7 separate regions of the Mus musculus genome follow, and all the other regions are linked to region 4. Evidence: chromatin contacts called from public Hi-C, HiChIP or PLAC-seq and promoter capture Hi-C data. All regions are on one chromosome and are shown on one strand. The core of a region is the stretch at or near the end of the contact, and the rest is flanking DNA. Distances in the headings are between cores, read along the strand shown.

What was found. Promoter capture Hi-C pulls out the DNA fragments that hold promoters and counts their contacts. Hi-C and Micro-C count contacts between places; a contact is called where the count stands out from the background. HiChIP or PLAC-seq counts read pairs in DNA pulled down with a chosen protein or histone mark. Capture Hi-C pulls out chosen DNA fragments and counts their contacts.
Region 1: a promoter capture Hi-C map of embryonic stem cells shows a contact between it and region 4, with 3 times the contacts expected there. The contact joins the promoter of Rab24 here to the promoter of Faf2 in region 4. A contact is called at or near these places in 7 of 39 promoter capture datasets (3T3-L1-derived adipocytes, cranial neural crest, embryonic stem cells and 3 more) and 1 of 115 datasets of contacts at active chromatin or transcription factors (bone marrow-derived macrophages).
Region 2: a promoter capture Hi-C map of liver shows a contact between it and region 4, with 2.5 times the contacts expected there. The contact joins the promoter of Fam193b here to the promoter of Faf2 in region 4. A contact is called at or near these places in 9 of 39 promoter capture datasets (the 3T3-L1 cell line, the C10 cell line, cranial neural crest and 4 more), 1 of 115 datasets of contacts at active chromatin or transcription factors (bone marrow-derived macrophages) and 1 of 9 other capture datasets (liver).
Region 3: a contact with region 4 is called in an H3K27ac HiChIP or PLAC-seq map of embryonic stem cells, with 5 read pairs. The contact joins the promoter of Grk6 here to the promoter of Faf2 in region 4. A contact is called at or near these places in 3 of 115 datasets of contacts at active chromatin or transcription factors (bone marrow-derived macrophages, embryonic stem cells and pancreatic cancer cells).
Region 5: a contact with region 4 is called in a FOXA1 HiChIP or PLAC-seq map of pancreatic cancer cells. The contact joins the promoter of Ddx41 here to the promoter of Faf2 in region 4. A contact is called at or near these places in 1 of 484 Hi-C or Micro-C datasets (muscle stem cells) and 2 of 115 datasets of contacts at active chromatin or transcription factors (embryonic stem cells and pancreatic cancer cells).
Region 6: a Hi-C map of Sertoli cells shows a contact between it and region 4, with 6 times the contacts expected there. The contact joins the enhancer-like site here to the promoter of Faf2 in region 4. A contact is called at or near these places in 3 of 39 promoter capture datasets (cranial neural crest, hippocampal neurons and pre-B cells), 2 of 484 Hi-C or Micro-C datasets (Sertoli cells and embryonic stem cells), 3 of 115 datasets of contacts at active chromatin or transcription factors (the SCID.adh cell line, astrocytes and pancreatic cancer cells) and 1 of 9 other capture datasets (adipose tissue).
Region 7: a contact with region 4 is called in a Hi-C map of nephron progenitors, with 6 times the contacts expected there. The contact joins the promoter of Sfxn1 here to the promoter of Faf2 in region 4. A contact is called at or near these places in 5 of 39 promoter capture datasets (the C10 cell line, the HPC-7 cell line, embryonic stem cells and 1 more), 1 of 15 datasets of contacts at CTCF or cohesin (large pre-B cells), 1 of 484 Hi-C or Micro-C datasets (nephron progenitors), 4 of 115 datasets of contacts at active chromatin or transcription factors (the 230-238 cell line, astrocytes and embryonic stem cells) and 1 of 9 other capture datasets (liver).

What each region holds. Positions count from the first base shown.
Region 1 is chr13:55,320,237-55,323,240 of GRCm38.p6, forward strand. It overlaps Rab24 (RAB24, member RAS oncogene family), which reads right to left and starts at 1,744. Exons shown (of 8, transcript NM_009000.3): 1 at 1,302-1,744; 2 at 1,154-1,222; 3 at 866-944; 4 at 691-758; 5 at 509-608; 6 at 267-317; 7 at 76-138. The coding sequence starts at 1,418. It overlaps Prelid1 (PRELI domain containing 1), which reads left to right and starts at 1,819. Exons shown (of 5, transcript NM_025596.5): 1 at 1,819-2,045; 2 at 2,617-2,842. The coding sequence starts at 1,954.
Region 2 is chr13:55,569,818-55,572,584 of GRCm38.p6, forward strand. Fam193b (family with sequence similarity 193, member B) reads right to left here and starts at 1,303. Exons shown (of 11, transcript NM_145382.4): 1 at 1-1,303. It overlaps Gm31364 (a long non-coding RNA gene), which reads left to right and starts at 1,279. Exons shown (of 2, transcript XR_873486.2): 1 at 1,279-1,608.
Region 3 is chr13:55,443,662-55,446,580 of GRCm38.p6, forward strand. It overlaps Grk6 (G protein-coupled receptor kinase 6), which reads left to right and starts at 1,670. Exons shown (of 16, transcript NM_001112711.2): 1 at 1,670-1,899. The coding sequence starts at 1,848.
Region 4 is chr13:54,620,478-54,623,177 of GRCm38.p6, forward strand. It overlaps Faf2 (Fas associated factor family member 2), which reads left to right and starts at 1,307. Exons shown (of 11, transcript NM_178397.3): 1 at 1,307-1,426. The coding sequence starts at 1,364.
Region 5 is chr13:55,535,339-55,538,107 of GRCm38.p6, forward strand. It overlaps Ddx41 (DEAD box helicase 41), which reads right to left and starts at 1,320. Exons shown (of 17, transcript NM_134059.2): 1 at 1,143-1,320; 2 at 958-1,068; 3 at 548-707; 4 at 392-466; 5 at 221-281; 6 at 1-87. The coding sequence starts at 1,169. Gm46416 (a long non-coding RNA gene) reads left to right here and starts at 657. Exons shown (of 5, transcript XR_003950651.1): 1 at 657-754; 2 at 862-1,549.
Region 6 is chr13:55,189,006-55,191,705 of GRCm38.p6, forward strand. No RefSeq gene overlaps it. Among named protein-coding and RNA genes, the nearest start is that of Nsd1, 19 kb to the right of the region's middle. Within about 2 kb of position 1,381, at least 411 of the 459 cell types and tissues checked have an H3K27ac peak or open chromatin away from gene starts, as enhancers often do. A contact at or near this core is called in the SCID.adh cell line, Sertoli cells, adipose tissue and 4 more, where this site is marked.
Region 7 is chr13:54,070,588-54,073,407 of GRCm38.p6, forward strand. It overlaps Sfxn1 (sideroflexin 1), which reads left to right and starts at 1,258. Exons shown (of 11, transcript NM_027324.5): 1 at 1,258-1,345.

The DNA of each region.
Region 1 (3,004 bases), core at 494-2,993, 700 kb after region 4:
CTGCTCAGCACTACTATTATGTCGGGGCATCAAGTAGGTCACCAAGAAGGCTGGGGACCATGAGGAAGTACACACCTGTCATCACCTGGAAAGCAGCCACACTGACGTAATCCTCAGCCACTTTCTGGAAGAGTTCATCTGGCAAGCAAAGAATCAGTGAGGGCCTGAGACCAGCAGCCCTGGGTATCCCAGTGGCCCAGCCCTCTGAACCTTTCTGCTCTACTGTCCTGCCTGTTCCTGCTGACAGGACCCAAGACAACACTCACCCACACTTTGGCCTGTCTTGCTGGATGTTTCAAAGAGTTGGGCTTTGATATCTGCAAAGAGAAGTGACTGTCTTCACACTTGGGGAGCACACCTAAATGTAGCTAACAGTTCAGTCTCCTGAACCACACAGGTTCAAGAAGGCCAGAAAGCAACCAAGACTGTCATTCCCATCTTTGAAATACACTCAGGCAGATAGTACCCGCCCCCAAGCCCCCATCCTCAGAGACTTAAAAACAGCTACTATCGGCATAGTCCTGAACATCATGGAAGTCTACACGACGGCGCCGCCTGTCTTCCTCCAGCAGGTCACTCTTAGTGCCACACAGGTAGATTTGACAGCCCTGTAGCAGAAGACAAGGCTGAGATTATCTCCACAGACCAATACAGTCTCTGTCCCTACTCTTGTGATATCTGGCCACCTACCTCTTCTAAACTGCGCAGCTCCTTAACCCAGAACTTGGCTCTCTCAAAGCTGCTGCTGTCAGTGAGGTCTTGGTAAGGGTAAGGCAAGAGACACATAAAGATCAGCGGCTTCCCTCTGATGCTGGCCTGTAACCTAACCCTTACTACTTGAACACGCCAGAATTCAACCCCTTACCATAACAGACAATTGCAGCTTTAGCACCCCGGTAATAGATTCTGCTCATGGCTTCGTAGCGCTCGGAACCTGCTGTGTCCTGAGGGGTGAAAGGAGTTAATAAGCTCCTTCACAAGACTACAAAATAGGCCCCATCTTCCAGACAACCCCCCCTCCTTTTTTTAGACGAGTAAATGGGTGTGAGGAAGGAAAAACGACCTCTATGAGGCTCCAGTTGGCTGGTTTAAGAGGCAAGACATTAAATTCGGGAGACAGGTTTGCACAAGACTCTGTTCTCAAGGGACTTACCCAAATGCCCAGAGTCACCGTCCGGTCTCCAACGCACATCACCTTGGCCACGAAAGCAGCCCCGATGGTCTACAACCAGGGAAGAGATAAGTGTGGAATACTGGCCGGACCCCTTCCTCCCATGCCTGCTCCGCAGGGGTGCACTCACGTTCTGATAGGGCCCCACCAAGAAGCGGTCGTGCACGTATCGTTCCACCAGGCTCGTCTTGCCCACGTATTCCTTGCCCAGCATAACCACCTTAACGTCCACGCGCTGCCCGCTCATGCTCCCTGGGCCGCCTCACCCACTTCAGGGTCCGCGCGGCCCAGGCAGAGCCCAAGCCTCAGACCCCAACCCCAAGGGCCTCGCACCTCGCAGGCCCCTGGCGCCTCGGCCCGGGGCGCTCCGTCCTTTGCAGAGCCGCGGCGCGGGGACGCGGACAGCGCCCTCCACCGCGCCGCAGAGCCCTGCGGTGCTCACCCGCGCGACCGCCGCTGCGCCCGAAGCTCCGCTGCGCCGGGGTTACCGACTGAATCTGGGGTCCTCGTAGCTAACTCCAAACAGCACCTCTGGGACTGGAAGCCAAGAGGCGGGACGCCCGGTCACGTGACGCGGGCGCCGGAAGTGGCCGATCCTATGCATCCGGCGCCGGAAGCGTCGTGCAGTCCTATAACCCCTGATGGCGGCGGTAGGGACCTGGGCGCGGTCCTGCGGAGATTGAGCTGCGAGCCTGGCGGGCGTGCGCCTAGCCACGTCCCCCCCACCCCCGGGCTCTTCACCCTGATGCTGCACGGGTGCTGAGCCCGTCCGGGTCGGGACGATGGTGAAGTATTTCCTGGGCCAGAGCGTGCTCCGAAGTTCCTGGGACCAAGTGTTCGCCGCCTTCTGGCAACGGTACCCGAATCCCTATAGGTACGTGGCGTTGGGTAGAGCGAGTCGCCTTCCTCTCTTCTTCTGGAGATCGCACCGTAGGCTGTCCTTCAATAGTGGAGTTTGAAAGACTGGACAGAGTCCGATGTGGGCTATCTGCGGAACTGTGGCCACAGTTATAGCACAAAATCCTTATAGGATTAGAATCAGTCCAAGCCTCCAAAGTCCTCGAAGAAGATTGTCTAGTTTGTGATTTATATTGGGCTCTAGATTTCTATTTTGCAGTCCAAAGGTGGTTGGACAGGAAGAGGCGGCAGCACGGGAGTTGAGCGGTATTTCGGGGCCAGAAATCCTGAGGATGGTTTGCTTACCTGCTGCTGGCGCTCTCTAGTGGTATAATTCTTGAGATTTTGCTCGCTTTGGAGAGCCACAGAATCCATGTCGGGTGGAGGAGGGAGTTGGAATTTGCCCGGGGATAGGTTCAGTGTACTCTAATTCTGAACCCGGGCACAGATCACAGATTGCAGGCAGCCATGACCTGGAGGCGCTAAATAGGAACCAGTAGACATGCTGTCAAGAGCAGGCTCCTGAGAATCATCTTTAACTCTTGCAGCAAACATGTCTTAACCGAAGACATAGTGCACCGGGAGGTGACCCCCGACCAGAAGCTACTGTCCCGGAGACTCCTGACCAAGACCAACAGGATGCCACGTTGGGCAGAGCGACTGTTTCCTGCCAACGTTGCTCACTCCGTGTACATCCTGGAGGACTCTATTGTGGACCCCCAGAATCAGACCATGACCACCTTCACCTGGAACATCAACCATGCCCGGCTGATGGTGAGACTTCCTTTGCTCCCTCAAAATAGTTGCCCTTCAGATTTCAGGCAAGAGAGTTGTGGGAACTTCTGTGGCCAGAGGCAGGCCTAAAATACCAATGAGCTGCATCTCTAGAGTTCTGCCCTTAGATTGGTCTACCCTTTCGATTGGTCAGATTCTCTG
Region 2 (2,767 bases), core at 53-2,552, 950 kb after region 4:
CTTCCGCCACGCCTCGTCCTCATCCGGGCGCTGCATCCGACCCTCCAAGACTCCTGCAGGGGCCTGCCTTCCTTGGCAGGCTCAGCCAAAAAACCAACTCAAAACTCTTTTGTCAGAGCAAGCTTAGGGTGAGCCACCCAGCCCCGGGTGCCACAACCCTCCCTGAGCAACTGTGGCCCACGCCACCCCCGCCTCTCCTGTTTGCTCCTTTTTGCTCAAAAGAAAGTGACCTTCCAGGTGGCAAGCTGGAAGCTTCCGAGAATCCTCCCAAATACTCTTAGTCTCGCAGGATTCACCAAACTAGTGGACTGGCGGGGGTTGGAGGTGGGAGTGGGGGCTCCTTATGGGACAGGAGATAGGAGGAGAACAAGGGTTTCCTCTTTAGTGGAGTTATTCTAACAGTCTTTGGGGCCGCCAACTGTTCTGCTGGGTAGGGAAAGGAGAGAGGTCCCGGAAGGCAGATGCAGAGAGGTACAGCTGTTGAGGGTAGCGGCTGCAGACCGTGCAGGGGAAGGGATGAAGCTGCTGGGGGCGGGGGTGGAGGGGCGCACAGAGGCTGCAGCCTTGCAGGTTCCAGCGCCCTGAGATGATGGTCTTTTAGGGGCTAGGGGATAGGGGGGAATCAGGTGGCTCCAAAGGGAAGTGGAGGGCAGAGAACTAAGCGGTGGTCTCGGGACCTGAGCGAGTCCCAGAGAGCATAAATGGTCAGAAGATTTAGCTCCGGAGCAGGGCCTGAACGGGTAGCTTTACAAGGGTCGCAAGAGGGTTGGCTGAGCTTTGGCTTTGGAGAGGGGTCCAGCTTCCACTCCCGGCAAGCGGGTTGAAAGCATCTGCCCCGGACTTGGGATTTGGTCCCAGACCCACAGTATGGTCCATGCCCACTCCCGCCCCACTCCCGCTCCCGCTCTGGGGAGGTGTAAGCAGCCCGGCAGTCGGAGTCGTTTTGCTCGATCCTACCTGAGGGCCTGGAGCCAGCTTGGGCTCTTCTTCCTCTCGGGGACCGTCGCAATCCAGCTCGGCGGGCACCTCCGGGGGCCCTGCACCGGCTCCCGCTTCCAGGCTCGGCGGCGGCGGCTGCGGCTCGGGCGCCTGGGGCTTCTGCAGCCCCGCGGCCCGCGCCCGCTCCCGCCGGCCCGCGCCGCCGCTTGGCCTGCTCCGCCTCCGAGTCATGCTGCCTCTTGCGCCGCTCCCCCGCTCGCTGGCTCCTCTCGCGCCTCCGCCGCCGCCGCCGCCGCCGCCGCCGCCGCCGCCGCCGCCGCTCCCCTCACAGGACAACAGCCAATATGGCGGCGCCCGGCGCCCCTCCCCGCCTGCTGCCAACAGGTCAGAGGGCACACTCAGTCCGCGCCGCCGCAGTCGCCACGGAAGCCGCCAGCGCCATTTTTAATAAGGCCACCTCGCTGGGCTTCGCAGGAGACCAGCCCCGGGCGAGATCCTGTCCTAAGCACTAGTCCGAAAGGCTGCGATCGGCTGGAGAAACACATTGGGCTCTGTAATAGCGGGCCTAGGAGCTTAATTATCCATTAAATAATGAGTGAGTTACTAATCTTTTTGCTGCGAACTTTTCACGCTCATCTCTTGGCTCCTCCCTAAATCACTTGGAAACAGGTACGAATTATTCCCATTTTGCAATGGACAAGCACTGGCTGCAAAATGCCTACCATAGATTCCTAGATATCATCCCACCACACCTGTGGTCAGCCTGAGGCGAAAGAATAGGCAGGTCTTTACTTGTCGTTTACTGGGAGCCCCACGTTCTGTGCTCAGAACTGCAGGACCCAGACTCAGGTCGTTCTTGAGGCTGATGGGGAAGGGGGTCACTTAAATAGATAATAGGATCGGCGTGACAAGGATGAAATGATTAAAGCACATACTCTGGCAATGTTTTTTTTTTTTTTTAAGTGGTATGTGCGAGAGAGGTCTTTAACCCACAAAGCAAAATTAGAAATGTTTTAATAGCTCAGCATTTTAGTTGTTAATATGTCATCTCCACCCATTTTCTTCCCACAGGGGGAGAAAAATTCAGGCACATGGAACAAAAAAATATATGTATTTTTTTTTTAAGTTTCCAATGCTGTCTTATGCCTTGTCGAGTGAAACTGGAACTTTTTAGTAGTTACACGTGGAATTTATATTGATAACATCAATCAGAACAAAATCTGAAACTTTGACTACCAAGAAGTAAATCAATTTTTAAAAATTGCTCTATTTATCTTATTGTTTTAATAGGTATGTGTGTGTATGTGTGTGTGTCGGTGGGACTGGGTTAAACTTCTTTGGCCTAACTTGCTCCATCTTGAAGTCTGTCCTCCGTTTTGCATGGCCCCAATTCCAAGAAAAACCACAAATGTTCTAGAGTCTACCACTCAGGGAAGGGGAGGAACATCTGGCCTTTTCTCCAAGATCCTGAAACAGTTGCCACCCTTCTTTCCCTGGAATACCTAGGGGCCACCACAGACCAATCAGGAACCAGGACCTCTGGAAAGCCCCCTAACCACAACCAACCATGGTAAAGGTTGCCTAGACCCTCACCCTAATCTTCCACTTCATACCTGGTTGTGGTTTTCTGCTTTAAAAGGCCTGTGAGCCCACTTCTTGGGCTCATTGCTTCAGCTCCCGAGCCTAACTGCATCTCTAGTCCAGCTAGATCTCTTGGTGAGAGTTTCCCTTGGTGAATAAAAGCTGCTTTTGTTTGACTTTGGATTGTGGCGGCCTGTGCCTCATTATTTGTGTGACCTCAGGCCCAACATTTCTGTGTGTGTGTGTG
Region 3 (2,919 bases), core at 420-2,919, 820 kb after region 4:
TCAGGCTTGCCCCCTGGCGCCTTTACCACCTGAGCCTTCTTGCCAGCTACAGGATCCTCGAGGATGCTGAAAGTGTTCTTTATCCAGGTTCTTTCCATCCTCCATGAGGTCAAGCCTTCACAGGTGCACATTCTCACTAGCCCTCAGGTCTCACCTGGACACAACGGTCTTCACTTGGTGCTTAATCATCCACTAGTCTGAACTATCATTGGTAAATATGTCACCCTTCCAGGAGTTTCACATTTCACAAAACAAACCCTTCTCTGTAAACCACAACACCTTCCATGGTCTAGCTGACACCCTTTTGTCACCATGGTTTGCTTTTGGCTCACCTCAGAACACAGGACTCTGGAAACATTTATGCTTTAGTCCTCGCCAAACTTAACTTTAGGCGTGGTGCCGCTTCTTGATTTGCTCAAAAGTCATAGCCTGTGACCACTCTGGTCCTTTAATGACATGGGGCGGGGGGGGGGGGGGCATGCGAGGCACCACAAAGCGTCCTCTCTAGTTCTTTGTTTTAGTAGCATTCATTCTAAAACCACCCATTAATGTGCTCACTTACAGGACAGCTACCACCTTTCTTCCCGCCTAGCACGTAAGCACTGAGAGTTTGGTTTTCTTGCTGTTACCACTATATCCGGCACCTGGCTGGGTGCCTGGGAAAAAAAAGCAGTGGCAGTATATATATATTTTTTTTCAAAAATGAATGAATATGGATCAAAAACATGTAGTTGAATCCGGTTGTTCCTTAATTCCCGAGTTTGGGCAAGCCTCCGTTTCCTGCTGTGCGAAAAGGGGTGGTGATGAGGAAGTGGGGGATTGAACTACACTGTGTTGATGAGATGCAAAATTCGGACCTGTCCCCCCACTCCCGGTCTCCGCGTGCAGCCAGCCACTCAACATCCAGCGCCTCAGGTCCCCACCTGTACAATGGGTGTGAACTCATCCTCAACGACTTGGGGTGGTTGCGCTGCCTTATAAGGCAGCAGAGGCCGAAGGCGCCGGACGGGTGGGAGGGGAGAAATCACAACATCCGGCTGCGGGGGCGGGGTACGGGGGTGCGGGGTGCGGCTGAATTGGAGGCAAGCGCTGCTGGGAAGGCAATAGCTTCCTTCGGTCCTCTGCTAGCTTTGGAAGCGCGCCCTTCTGAAGCAGCTGACCTAAGGGACGACGGCAGGACACCCATTCTAACCAAGCTACCTGATAGCCGGCAGGAGACACAGCGTGTCCCCAACAAAACCCTAGAAATCCCGTCGGCGCACCAGACACACAGCCACGCCCCCATCCTTTCACCCAATCAGATCGCAAAGCTGGATGGTCGACACGTCTTTAATCCAATCAGATGTTGGGTCTTCTGGGCGTGGTTCCCGAGAGGCCCCACCTCCGATTTCTCGGCAGAGGCTCGGCCCTAATTGGCAGCTCGGCATCCTACGAAGGCCTAGAAATTCGAACCTAGGGGCCGAATCCCGTCCGCAGTCCAACCAGAAATCGGCGACGCAACGGGGCCCTCCCCCTCTCCGCAGGGAGCGAGTTCCCGGCTCCGTGGGCGGGGCAAGAGAAAGAGGCTGACCAATAGTAGTCCGGCGCGGGGAGCGTCCGCTCGCCCATTGACTGAGCCAAGTAAACAGAGGGCGGGGCGGGGCGGGCGCCGGTGGACCGGGAGGGGCGCAGAGTACGCGGCGGGCGGCGGCGGCCCGGAGGCCGGTGGGGCCCGGAGGCCGCGGCGCGGTCAGTCGAGCCGAGCCGAGCCGAGCCGAGCCGAGCCGCGCCGATCGCCATCGGCTCCGGCTCTCGTGGGCGGTCCCGGCCGGCGGCGCGGCCTGGCGGGCCGGGCGGCGCTGCAGCCCATGGAGCTCGAGAACATCGTAGCGAACACGGTGCTACTCAAGGCCCGGGAAGGTGAGGCCAGGCAGGCGGGCGGCCAGGCCTGGGCGCGGGGATCGCGGGCGCGCGACCTCCGAGCTCCATGAGGCGTCCGGGCCCCAGTTATCCTCGTGCCCTGGAGTCTGCACCCGGACTCTTAAGCGCAGACATGAGCCCTTCCGGCCCTCCGCTTCTGCCCCCGGAACCCGGGGCCCAGGAGGGGCGGGGGTCGCGCCATGGGCCTCAAGTCGGGTTTGGGGGTGATGAAGAAGAAAGGGAAGGAAGGGAAAAGGTGGAACATGAGCCCCAGAGGAATGCGTGTGAGGCCTCTTCTACGTGAGAGGCAGGAAGGTGCCCCACGTGCCCCAGGCCCAGATGCCCTGAACGGCACAAAGTTGGTAATCGGTAAAGATTAGAGAATGAATGAGCCGAGCCTTTGTATAGACAACCCAACCGACAGGGGGAAACTTCTGGACACACACATTACATGCAGAACCACCACTCACCTGGAGCTTCTGGGCACTAAAAACGGGTGCATGGGTAACGTTTTTGGCATTTAGCAAGCCTTTGACCTACTAGGGCAGATGCACCGGGGAAATAAATGAGAGACGAGCATAACGGGCTATAAGGACTGTAGGGCTAAAAGCCAGTCTGGTCGACTTAGTGTGTGCGCGCACATGGATATGGTGCGGAGTTGCTCTTCCTTGGTTTCACTCCAGATGTTATTTGGCTCTATGGGTCCTAGATGACTAGAGCCAGACAAACGACATAGAGTGACATAATCATTAGATACCTGTAGTGCCCTACTCTGTCCAGGGTGCTGGTGGGCAAACACCAACAAGATTTTTCTTTTTGGAACTCCAGGGAGGGACACAGTGACAGCTTTCCACTTTCTGCTGGGTTTCCATGATGAAGGAACCTTCAGCTTCGCTGTTCTATATCAGTTTACAGGTGTGAAACTGAAGCTCAGATCAGAGATTGTAATTGACCTAGGGTCAGGCAGATACCCAGTAGAGTCTATAGGTAGCTCAGACAAGTCCCCAGTGTGCCGCAGTC
Region 4 (2,700 bases), core at 57-2,556:
TTTTTGAGACTGGGTTTCCCCTGTGTAGCCCTGGCTGTTCTGGAACTTGATTTGTAGACCAGGCTGACCTGGAACTCAGGGATCCACCTGCCTCTACCAACTGAGTACTGGGATTAAAGGTATGTGCTGCCATGCCCTGCTATATACAGACTTTTTTTTTTTTTTTTGTCCACTCATCTACTGGTAGACACTTAGGCTGAGTCTATGATTTATTGTGCATATCAGTAAGTATGTGAATTACAGGTATGTCTATAGTAAACTGACTTTGACTCTTGGAAGTGTGCACCAGAACTGGTGTAGCTGGGTTGTATAACAGTTCTAACTAATTGTGAGGGGAGTCTTTATTCTGATTTCTGTAATGGATGAACTAATAATTTAGTTTCCCATCAGCAGAACATCACTTCTCCCTAGTATGGCTGCTATTAAAAAATTGCTCGTGTGGCTCACGTTTTTATTGGACAATATTAGGCTAAGAAGGGCCTAAAGGTTAGGAATAAAATGCACTCGGGGTGTGTGTGTGTGTGTGTGTGTGTGTGTGTGTTGTTCCTTTGATTGTTGTCGTTTTGACACACGGTCTCATTATGTAGTGCAGGTTGCTCTTGAGTTCAAGATCTTCAAGTCTTGGCCACCGCAGTGTGCCCAGGAAAAGGCAAAGGAGGAATGGGCAGGCTTTAAGTCAATCGCGTTCAACCAAAAGTAACAGAGTCTAGGTGGCTTGCTCCAGGATACCCTTCGTATGCAAGGAATCATACACACTTAAAGTCAAGTTTCCTTGACTCAGACCAACTATCTTATCTTTGGTCTGTCAAAGGGATGAAGGGCGAGTGGCCTGGGCATGAGGTTGGACGAGGTACAGAGCTGAGTGTCTGGGAAGCACCATTAACCTGGTTACAGACACTCCTAGCAAGAGACAACAAAGCCTCACCACTGTTTCCCCTAATAAGGCAGACCAACTTTATGAAAGGATTAAGTATCAAACTGGCGCTATTTCGTGAAAGCAATCGTTTCCTGAGAAATCTTCAAGAATATCGTAGATAATTTAAAAAAACGGTTAAGGAGCAGCCAAATTGCGGGACTCTCTCGAGCTCCTGGAGGTACACTGACCCTCTGGGGTCTGTCATCTTTTCATCAATTTTAGATCTTTGGGAGATAGATCGGCAGGGTCCTGAATTGTTCGGCCTAGACACGCGAACGTCGCCCTCTGGTGGCGAGATTCGGAAGGGGGCGGGGAGGGTGCCCGCGAGTTAGCGCGCGCAGACGCAGTTGAGTCCCGGCGGCGGTTCAGGCCGGAAGTGGTTACACCTGAGATCACTTCCGGCGGGTGACGGTGCGGACGGGTCAGGAGCGTAGAGGCGGCGGCAAAATGGCGGCGCCTGAGGAGCAGGATCTAACTCAGGAGCAGACCGAGAAGCTGCTGCAGTTTCAGGTAGCAGCGAGTTCTCGGTGCAGCCCAGGCCGCCGCGGGATGGGGAGTGGGACCCTAGAGGAGCGCAAAACCATCCTCAGGTTGGGGTTGGGACCAGTTTCAAACCCGCAGGCGGCCCCCTCCCCCCCAGACGCCAACTGCCCGGATTTCCCCGGCGCCCAACCTCTGTGGGTCCTCAGCCTTCCAGCCACCTCTGCTAGCCGGGCTCGACCACAGTGGGTCAGCTGCCTTGATTTCCCGTAGCGTCGCTGGTCTGCAATCCTTGCCGGCCTGATTAACCCGCCAGACCCTCTCCGCCCATCGATTGGTGGGGATGTGCTAGAGATAACTCAGATCCCCAATCGCAGAGTTGGCATCAGCTTGCAGGGCTGGACCGCAGACCACCACCATCCCATGTTATTCACCGACGCTTGCTGGGGGTCTCTCGGTGGTCCCTAGGGCTCGTGTTGGGTGGTTGTAGTGGGGAAAAGAAGCGCCCACACACAGACCTGGCACCTGCCCTAGAAATGTGGGAGGACGCCTCTGGAGGAAACAATGTAACATGAAGTATCATCGAAGGCCTCTGACTGGATTTGTTGCCCTTCGGCTTGCTCCTGAACGGCTGACTCTGCTTGAGGAGGGTGGCAACCTGCAGGACCCGCCCCATTAAGTGGATGTTTCTGGTTTTGTTTTGTTTTGTTTTAAAAAAAAAAAGGCTCTAAGCACTTTAATCAGGTGGAGGGTCTGGTGGGAGGATGCCACCCGGGTGGTGGTAACCATGGCATTAGCCGTATCCTTAGTTCTTACATATAACTTCAAAATGTCTATTCCCTTGCGGATGTTTTAGGAGGTAAACTGAGTTTATGGGTGTTACACGGTATTTAGAAGACTTTGGGGCCGGGCAGTGGTGGCGCACGCCTTTAATCCCAGTACTCGGGAGGCAGAGGCAGGGGGATTTCTGAGTTCGAGGCCAGCCTGGTCTACAGAGTGAGTTCCAGGACAGCCAGGGCTACACAGAGAAACCCTGTCTCGAAAAAACAAAAAACAAAAAAAAAAAAAACAAAAAAAAAAAAAGAAGAAGAAGACAACTTTGTAAACTGTAAAATGTGCCTAAACAGTTGTTACTATTAATAATCATTTTCCAGATAAATTGAAGTCAATAGAACTCATTTTCTAATAGGAAATGTGCTAAATATTGATTTTTTTTAGCACTTTTTATGCTAAGCCTTAATGCCAGACACCGCCCACTAAATATTTGTGATGTCGTGAGAACTTGACTAAAGCATGTTAGCTTT
Region 5 (2,769 bases), core at 70-2,569, 910 kb after region 4:
TCGCCCTCCACCAGGATGTGATACTTCTTCCGAACTCGCTCATGCCGCTCCTCAGACATGCTCAGGACATAACGCGGGGGTGTCCAACTATGGGTAGGTGGTGGGCAGGAGAGGGCAACACGGTAGAGTATGGTGGGGCAGCTCCCTCCCCAGTCCGCACAGCAGGGCGTCAGGGTACCACTGCCAGTCCCAACCTCATATACTTACTGGAAAGGCATACCTAGTTTTGATTGGATCGTCATAGGTGATGCCTTTGGCCATTTCCTTCACTGACATCAAGGCTGAGGAGACAGACATGGCTCAATGAGCAAGACCACCCAAGAGGTCTCGCCTTTGAAATCGGGAGGAGGTGGCTCAGTCCACCTCTGCTCTGAACCAACTATAATGGTACCTCGGCCTTCAGCCACACTCTCCAGAATCTTTTCTTCTTCCTTCAGTTGCTTTTCCTTGGCGGACTCCTTGCGTGCTGAGAAAAGAAGCCGAAGAGGTCAGAGAAGCAGGAGCACTGCGGCCTAGGCCCGTCCTCTCTCCTTCCTGCTAGGCCCACCTTCAGCCTTCTCTTTGAGGTGCTGGTGCTGATCCAGGAGGCTGACATTGGACTGAGGGCCCAGCGGGATGTCGTCCTCATCTCCTCGGGGCTCACTGCCACTGTCCTGCTGCTCTTCCTCCGTAGCGCCCTTGCGTCTTCGCTGCAGCAGCTTCTGGAGCTGAGGTCCCAGCAGTGTCCCTCAGAGCCAAGCCCAGGACCCAGCAGGTGAGGGGGCACAGCACCCGGGAGGGCTTTTTCCGGGAAGGGGATCGTGTGCACTGAGGCGCACGTCTGTCCGGAACTCAGGTTCACTAGTCCCTGGTCTTCCTCAGAACCACGACCCAAGGTAGGACTACAGCTCCCCAGATCCCCCCTCCCGCTGACGGCCGGGGACATGTCGCCGTTGCACCAGGGATGCGGCCCCTCACCAGTAGCTGCCGGCGCTGCCGCAACGGCACATAGGGTACGTAGTCCTCGTCGTCCTCATCCTCGTCCTCGGAGCGGCTCCCACCCGCGGTCGCCTCGTCCGCGCGTGCCCGCTGCGGAGACCCGAGTCAGCCGCGGCCCCTCCCCCTGCCCGCACCCCCTCGCGTGGACCAAACCTCAGTCCCACCTTCCGCTCCGGTTCCGAATCCTCCATCTTAGGCTGCACACATGCGCAATGCCAGGGCATCTGAGCTCCAATCAGATAGGAAAAACTGCTGTGGTCGCCTAGCAACGGCGTGAGCGCCGGATCGCGAACCGGGACAATCTTCTTCCAGCGCGTTTACGGACGCGCAGCGGAGCCAATTGGGTCTGGCGAAGCCTTGTGGGTAGCGGGAGGATTTGAAGCATGCGCAGAAGATCCAAGTCGTGGGTTAAAGGATGAATCTGTTGAACACGCCCTACCCTCCGCACGCTGTCCTTTCCCGCACGCTCCCGGGGAGCGTTGTGCCCTCTGGCGGCCAGGAGTTTCAGCCCTGCAAGCGGTGCTCGCAAAATATTATTCATTAACGTGAGATAACACCGCTGTTCCGACGGGTCAGAAGTAAAATAATGGTCAAGGTCTTTTTTAACCTTGTATGTTATGTGTGTAAATGATATACATCTCAGAGTGACCACCTGGGAAGCTAGAGATAGCACAGAAGAGATGCTGGATCTGGGTTTTCGAGTTAGTGGAGGGAGGAGTCACCATCAAGAGAGCAGGAAAGGGGCTGAGAGTGTAGAGCAAATAACCAGATTCCTTGGGGCATCTGCAGAGATCTCAGGGGCTGGTGTGAGGTAAGGAGACGGGCCCAGGTTGTTAGGAGTCCTACTTTAAGGAGGAAAGACAGAGCTAGTGCTGGCTGCTCCTTCCCAAGTCTTTATCTGTAATAGGTGCATCGATCACCATGGAGTGCCAAAGTGTTCTGAGATTGGGAGAAATAAAATGATTTTTTTTTAACCTAAGAGAGGGTCTTGCCATGTAGCCAAGGTTGGCTTCAAACTTGTGGTGATCCTCCTGCTTCAACCTCATGAGTGCTGGGATTGTGTATAATCACAATACCTAGCATGAAATCACAAAGGAAGTGCAAATCAATTTTCGTGATATTCATAGCAAGTAGCCTCTCTTGAAGAATAATTAAAATCCAAAAGCCAGGTGGTTGCATGCACCTTTAATCCCAGCACTCAGCAGGCAGATCTGAGTTTGAAGCCAGCTGGGGCTACACAGTAAGAACTCATGGTAAAGAAACAAACACCCGGAATTCATAATGGAAGAGTAATTGTGGAGGGGTGGGGAATGTGAAAGAAAGTCAGGAGTCACCTAGCTGGTGACCGTGTGCTGAAGGCCAAAGCTAGACTTTGTAGGTACTTGACCAGACTTTAACTCTTGCCACAACTGGAATTTTAAAGAGCAGTTTTAAGTGTGAAAAACAAAGCTAACCAATACAGAGAAAAGGCTACAACTGTTTTCCCTTTCCTAAAAATGAAACAGGCTGAGAAGCAGGAGCTGTGAGCCTGTGGTCTGGCTCCTGCTCCCTTGGGGGAGGAGAAGAGTATGGGTTAACTGCAGAGCCTAGCAGACGCTTGCTAAGAATGGCATTTAGCAGGGCTGGAGGGTGGCTCAGGCCAAGAGCATTGGTTCTTGCAGAGGACCCAGATTGGATTCTCAGCACCTATATGGTGCCTCACATTTCTAACTCCATTTCTGTGGAATCCAATGCTCTCTTCTGACCTTCAACACCAGGCTTACAGTGTGAGCAAAACACTCACACATAAAA
Region 6 (2,700 bases), core at 131-2,630, 570 kb after region 4:
CCGTCGAGACTCCTCTACCCTGTGCTAAGGTGTATGAGTTTCGACCCCAGAGCTCTGTGTGCTTCCATGTTGCTGCTTTATTTCGACCCCAGAGCTCTGGTCTGTGTGCTTTCATGTTGCTGCCTTATTAAATCTTGCCTTCTACATTTTATGTATGGTCTCAGTGTCTTCTTGGGTACGCGGCTGTCCCGGGACTTGAGTGTCTGAGTGAGGGTCTTCCCTCGAGGGTCTTTCACAGGCACACCAGAAGAGGGCGTCAGATCCCATTACAGATGGTTGTGAGCCACCATGTGGTTGCTGGGATTTGAACTCAGAACCTCTGGAAGAGCAGTCAGTGAGTGCTCTTACCTGCTGAGCCATCACACCAGCACCCCCCAACCCCAAAGGATTCTTTATCATGTATTTACTACACTCACTGTGCTTTTTACAAGAGGCCAAAATATTCAAGCAACTAACATGCCCCGTAAATATGTATTTAGATATATGAAACAGGAACACAGCTTTAACTGAGGATGGCTCCCAGGACCCAGAGCATGCTAGATGAGCGCTACAGAGCTGAACTACACACCCAGTCCCCAATACTTACTTACTAAATGTATGGCTTACATTGAACCTGTAGCCGTGAAACATACATTCAGGCAAATCTGGGATAGAGTGAGCTCAGGCGTTGCTCCTCCGTGGTTTAGGAGGAGCAAAAGTAGATGAGGACCCCACCCCCACCCCCAGGAAAAGGACACGCTGCGTCTGGCTGTCTGGGAGAGCACAGAAGTGTCGAAGGGAGGTCACGGTGGGGAAAGTGAAGGCAGGCCAATTTCATGGAAACATCACCTAAGAAGGGATCAGAAGAAGCCAGGAAGCTCTGGAAACCCCACAGTTTTTATAGTCAGTGTGGCTGGAAGTGAAACAAAGGTTCACAAAGGCCAGCAGATTCACCACAGTAGCACTATCAGAGATCTGGAGCCAGATTACAGCGGGGACAAAGGCCGCCTTGAGGGAAGGGCAGGAGACAGGAAAAGAGGCTGGGCCTGGAGCCGGTTTAAAAAAAAAAAGGGTGGGGTGGAGATTGCGGGAGAAAAGAAAGAGGAGTAAGAGTTGGTACTCTAGCGGAGCAAGAGGCACAAAAACTCAAGGAAGCACGAGGTCGGACAGGAGGAGCCCAGGATCCTCCACTCGGAGCGTTGCTATCAGGGAGTGGCAAATCCAGATAGATTGATGGGCACAGCGACAGCCGGATCCGGGGCGAACTGGTCTGGACAAGAATTGGCAGTCTCTTCCCGACTCCGCCCAGTTTGCAAAGCTCACCTTTTTCCCAAGGCTCTTCATCCCGCACCAACGTCATGGCCTTGGCTGGGGTGGCCGCCGATTGGCCTGTGGCAGCCATGTGACAAAGACGAGTCTTAGCCACCCTCCCCCGAATGCAGTCCCACGTGTGGCCGCTGCGGCCGCGTGGTGTTGTCTGCAGCTTTATCGCGGGTTTGCAGGACGCCCTGCCGGGGAGCTGAGGCTTAGCCTCCCCCGGTCCTGTCCCGCTGACTGGAAGAAGCGTCCCCAAACCTGGTGCCAGGACACTGTGTCCTTTTGCTGAGTCTTACGTGGTTGTCAGTTATGATCCCACCTCTTCACGGATCCAAGGCTGTGAGTGTCTTAAACTGTATTGCGGTACCTCAGGCCTGTAACACCATTGAAAGGATCGTGAACTCAAGACCAGCATTGACCAGACAGTGTGGAGACAGCTCAGCACCAGCATTGATTACACAGGATGGAGACTCTTTAAAAAGAGACGGAAGCGGGGATAAGGAGGGAGGAAAAAGAGAGGGAGAAAAGGTAGTATTTTATATTTTTGGGGTGTGTGGGGGTGGGGACTAGTTCAGCTGCTAAGGGGAGAGCATAAAGTCCTGGGTTCTAGCTGTAGAACCCACCTAAAGAGCTTAGTGATGGCCAGTAATACAGAGTTGGGGTGCTGGCTGTCATTGAGCCCAGGTCCAAGGTGAATGGCCCTGAGGAAAGACTTGGGAGTACTCTGGCCTGCACGAACACGCATAATAAAAATATAAAATAGAAAGAAATCAAAAGGTGGGGTTTTTTGTTTGTTTGTTTGTTTTTGTTTTTTTTTTGTTTGTTTGTTTTTGGTAAGTAGTGTTTTAGGTCTCAGGGTGTGGCTAGGAGCCTACCAGTTATGATTGCCAGCAGTATAAAAAGTAAATAAATAGCATTTTAGAGACTTGGAAGCCAGCACATCTAGCTGAAATGAACTGTCCACCATGTGGCCCAGGGCAGATCTTCAGTTTGATTGATCCTCAGATTCCCTATCTATGAAAGAGGATTACCCAGAGCTCCTAAGATGGCTCAGTGGACTAAGGCACTTGCTGCCAATCCTGTGACCTGAATTCACTCCCATATAGTAGAAAGAAGGATCAACTTGTGCATGTCTTCCGACTTCTACAAAGACACAAGCCTGCCCACAAAACCACCGCACTCACATCCACCCATAAAATACATTCATATAGGGGTTTTGTTTTGTTTTGTTTTGTTTTTTGAGACAGGGTTTCACTGTGTAGCCTGGCTGTTCTGGAACTCACTCTGTAGACCAGGCTGGCCTTGAACTCAGAAATTCTGCCTCCCGAGTGCTGGGATTAAATACATGCGCCACCATGCCCGGCCATATAGGGTTTTAAAAGCCAGGGGACTGGAGTGAAGGCT
Region 7 (2,820 bases), core at 8-2,507, 550 kb before region 4:
TTTGATCAGTGTGGCCTTGGTCACATCATCCACACTCAGAAGGAGCACTGCTTTTCTTTACAATGTTAGTAGGGCCTTCTGGGCCAGTCTCCCACAGTAGAAGCCCCTAAAGGTAGAAGCCTGATCCCCACTCCCACCCCCCATGTTCCCCTCTGGTGACCTTTTTTTTCAGCCTGTCCTGGATGTCTGATTGGCTGGATGGAGCTCCTCATTGATTCTGGTACAAACACATCCTTTCTTTTTTACCATTCTTCTGTGTTTGTAACTGTAGGACAATCTACTCCTTCAAAGTGTTTTAGCTGTTTTGGGCTCTTTGTTTTCTCATATACGTTTTACAGTCACCTTATTGGGATACAGACAGACACACTCAATGGGCGCGCGTGTGTGTGAGCGCACACACACAGAATCCAAATTCAGTTCGGAATCTCATTGCTTGTAGAGGTTATTTGGGGTAGAATTTCTGTCTTTAAAAAAAGGGGGAGGGGATTTATCTACCTGTGCAGAGAATGCAATTCGTTATTTGTTGTATTGTGCTGGCCTTCAGAATGCGTCCGAGATTCTATGCTTCTCTCCTCATCGTCCAACCTGGTCTAACCAGGTCCAACCTGACTAAGCTCATGACCTCTGGTCTGCACCTCCCCTATGGTCCCATCTCTGTCCAGCAGCCAGTGACTCTTTTGAAGGTGGCACTTGTATTGTCTAGTTTTTCTTAGAGGGCTGGCTGTGCCAAGCTCCCCCATTTTAAGAAGCATTAGGGGCTGGCGAGATGGCTCAGTGGTTAAGAGCGCCGACTGCTCTTTCGAAGGTCCCGAGTTCAAATCCCAGCAACCACATGGTGGCTCACAACCATCTGTAACGAAATCTGATGCCTTCTTCTGGAGTATCTGAGGACAGCTACAGTGTACTTACATATAGTAAATAAATAAATCTTTAAAAAAAAAAAAAAAAAAAAATACCTAATAAAAAATGGAAAAAAAAAAAAAAAAAAAAAAAGAAGCATTAGCCCAAATGAATGGAGGAACAATGATGATGGGTGGTCTTCTAAAAAAAACCAAATTGAAAAACAGTGGCATTGACCCGGGCTGCGGCTAAGATGAACTTAGGAGTTCTCAGTGTGGCCAGAAGCAGAAGCGCGGGCACATGGGGCGTGCGCAGACTGCGGAGCTCAGCAGCCAAAGCCATGAATGACACCGAGGCAGAGGCAGGAACCTCTGGGCGGGGCCGCGCGTCGTGAGCGCGCGTCGTGGCCGCGCTCCTGGGGGCGGCGCGCGGGGCCGCGGCGCTTCCGGCAGCTGGAGGCGGCGCCGAACGGGACCGAGCGGCGCGGGTGGCGGCCGGGTAGGCGGTGAGTGGCGGGGGGCTGCGGAGCGCGCGCGGGGAGCCGGAGGCGCGCGGGATGGCGCAATCTCGGGGGCTGCAGGGGACCCAGTAGGGTCCACTGTGCGCGCTGGGGTATGCCTGAGGCGGGTTACGTACGCCCGGGACCTCGTGAGTCCGCAGCTCTAGACTGGGGCTAGGGAGGCCTCAGCGTGGAACTGATCTTGTGGAACAGATGTGAAAGGGGAGCATCACGCACCGTGCCACGCGTCCCTAGCCACCGCGTGACGAAACATGCTGGGTGCAGGCGGCCAAGATGGCTGCCAGGGGACTGTCTCCACGAGGATGGGCGCGCGCAATTGCCAGGTGACCAGGTGGCTCTTAGTAGCTGGGACCCGGAGGTCCGCGTGGAGATCACTTGGTGGCCGACCTCCAGCTCTTAATCTCTTCAAGGGACCGAAGTGTCCCAGGTAGAACCGTGGGACCCTCACCCTCAGCTCCCACATCGTGTTCCTGCTGATCATCTCAGGTTCAACCGCCTCCAGAATGACAATGACCACACTAAGGTCTGTGCCTCCGGAGTTAGATCTCTGACTTTTGTATTCATCCAATGCTGCCAAATCCATAATCCAGATTTGAAAACTGAGGCATTAAAACTTGAATAACTTGCCTAAAGTGTCACAGCTGGCCAGGGAGAAGAGCCAGGCAATCCGAGTATATATATTGTTTCCACTTTGTCCCTCAGTGACGATGTGACGATTGAGAGACCTCGTGGAAAAGCGTAGTTCTGCTGGATTTCAGAATTTGGGCCTTTACCCGGGACTCTCCCTTTATAGTTTTCTCACACTCCTGATCCCTCATCTGCTGCACCTACTTTGGGTGCCTCTAGTCAGCAGCTCTCAACTGTGGTTGCATATCAGAAGTTTACATGACGATTCATAACAGTAGCAAAATTATGTTTATGGAATGGCAACGAAATAATTTCATAGTTGGAGGAATCACTAAACCATGTATTAAAGGCTACAGCATTAGGAAGGTTGAAAACCACTGCCTAGATTTTTCTCTCCGTCCTTGTTCCAGGCAGAGGCAGGAGTAGAGAGGCGAGCACTGAGGTAAAGAAGAGGACTTTGTGGGTCTTAGAATGCTGGACTCAGGCTTGCTGTGTGAAGGAGAGCTGTTTAGAGGACAAATGGAAGTTCAGCAGGAAGTCCCAGAACCTCAGGCCACCCCTCCCCACCCCCCACCCCACCCCCCTCCCAGGACTGAGGTTGTCACATTCACAGCAATAACAGTGTTTGGGAAGAGTTTGTTAATTCCCACCCAGCTCTGATAAGGAATTGCTCCATCTGTGTACTCAAGGGTGCAGCCAAAGGTCTGCAAAATGGAGAGAGTTGTGCTTAGTTTTCTGTAAAAGTTTGGTGAAACTATCCCGGGGTGTGCAGCAAAAGCTGGCTGAGAGGAAGCATCCCCTTTCCCCTCCTAACTTCTGCCAAGAAAGCTGTG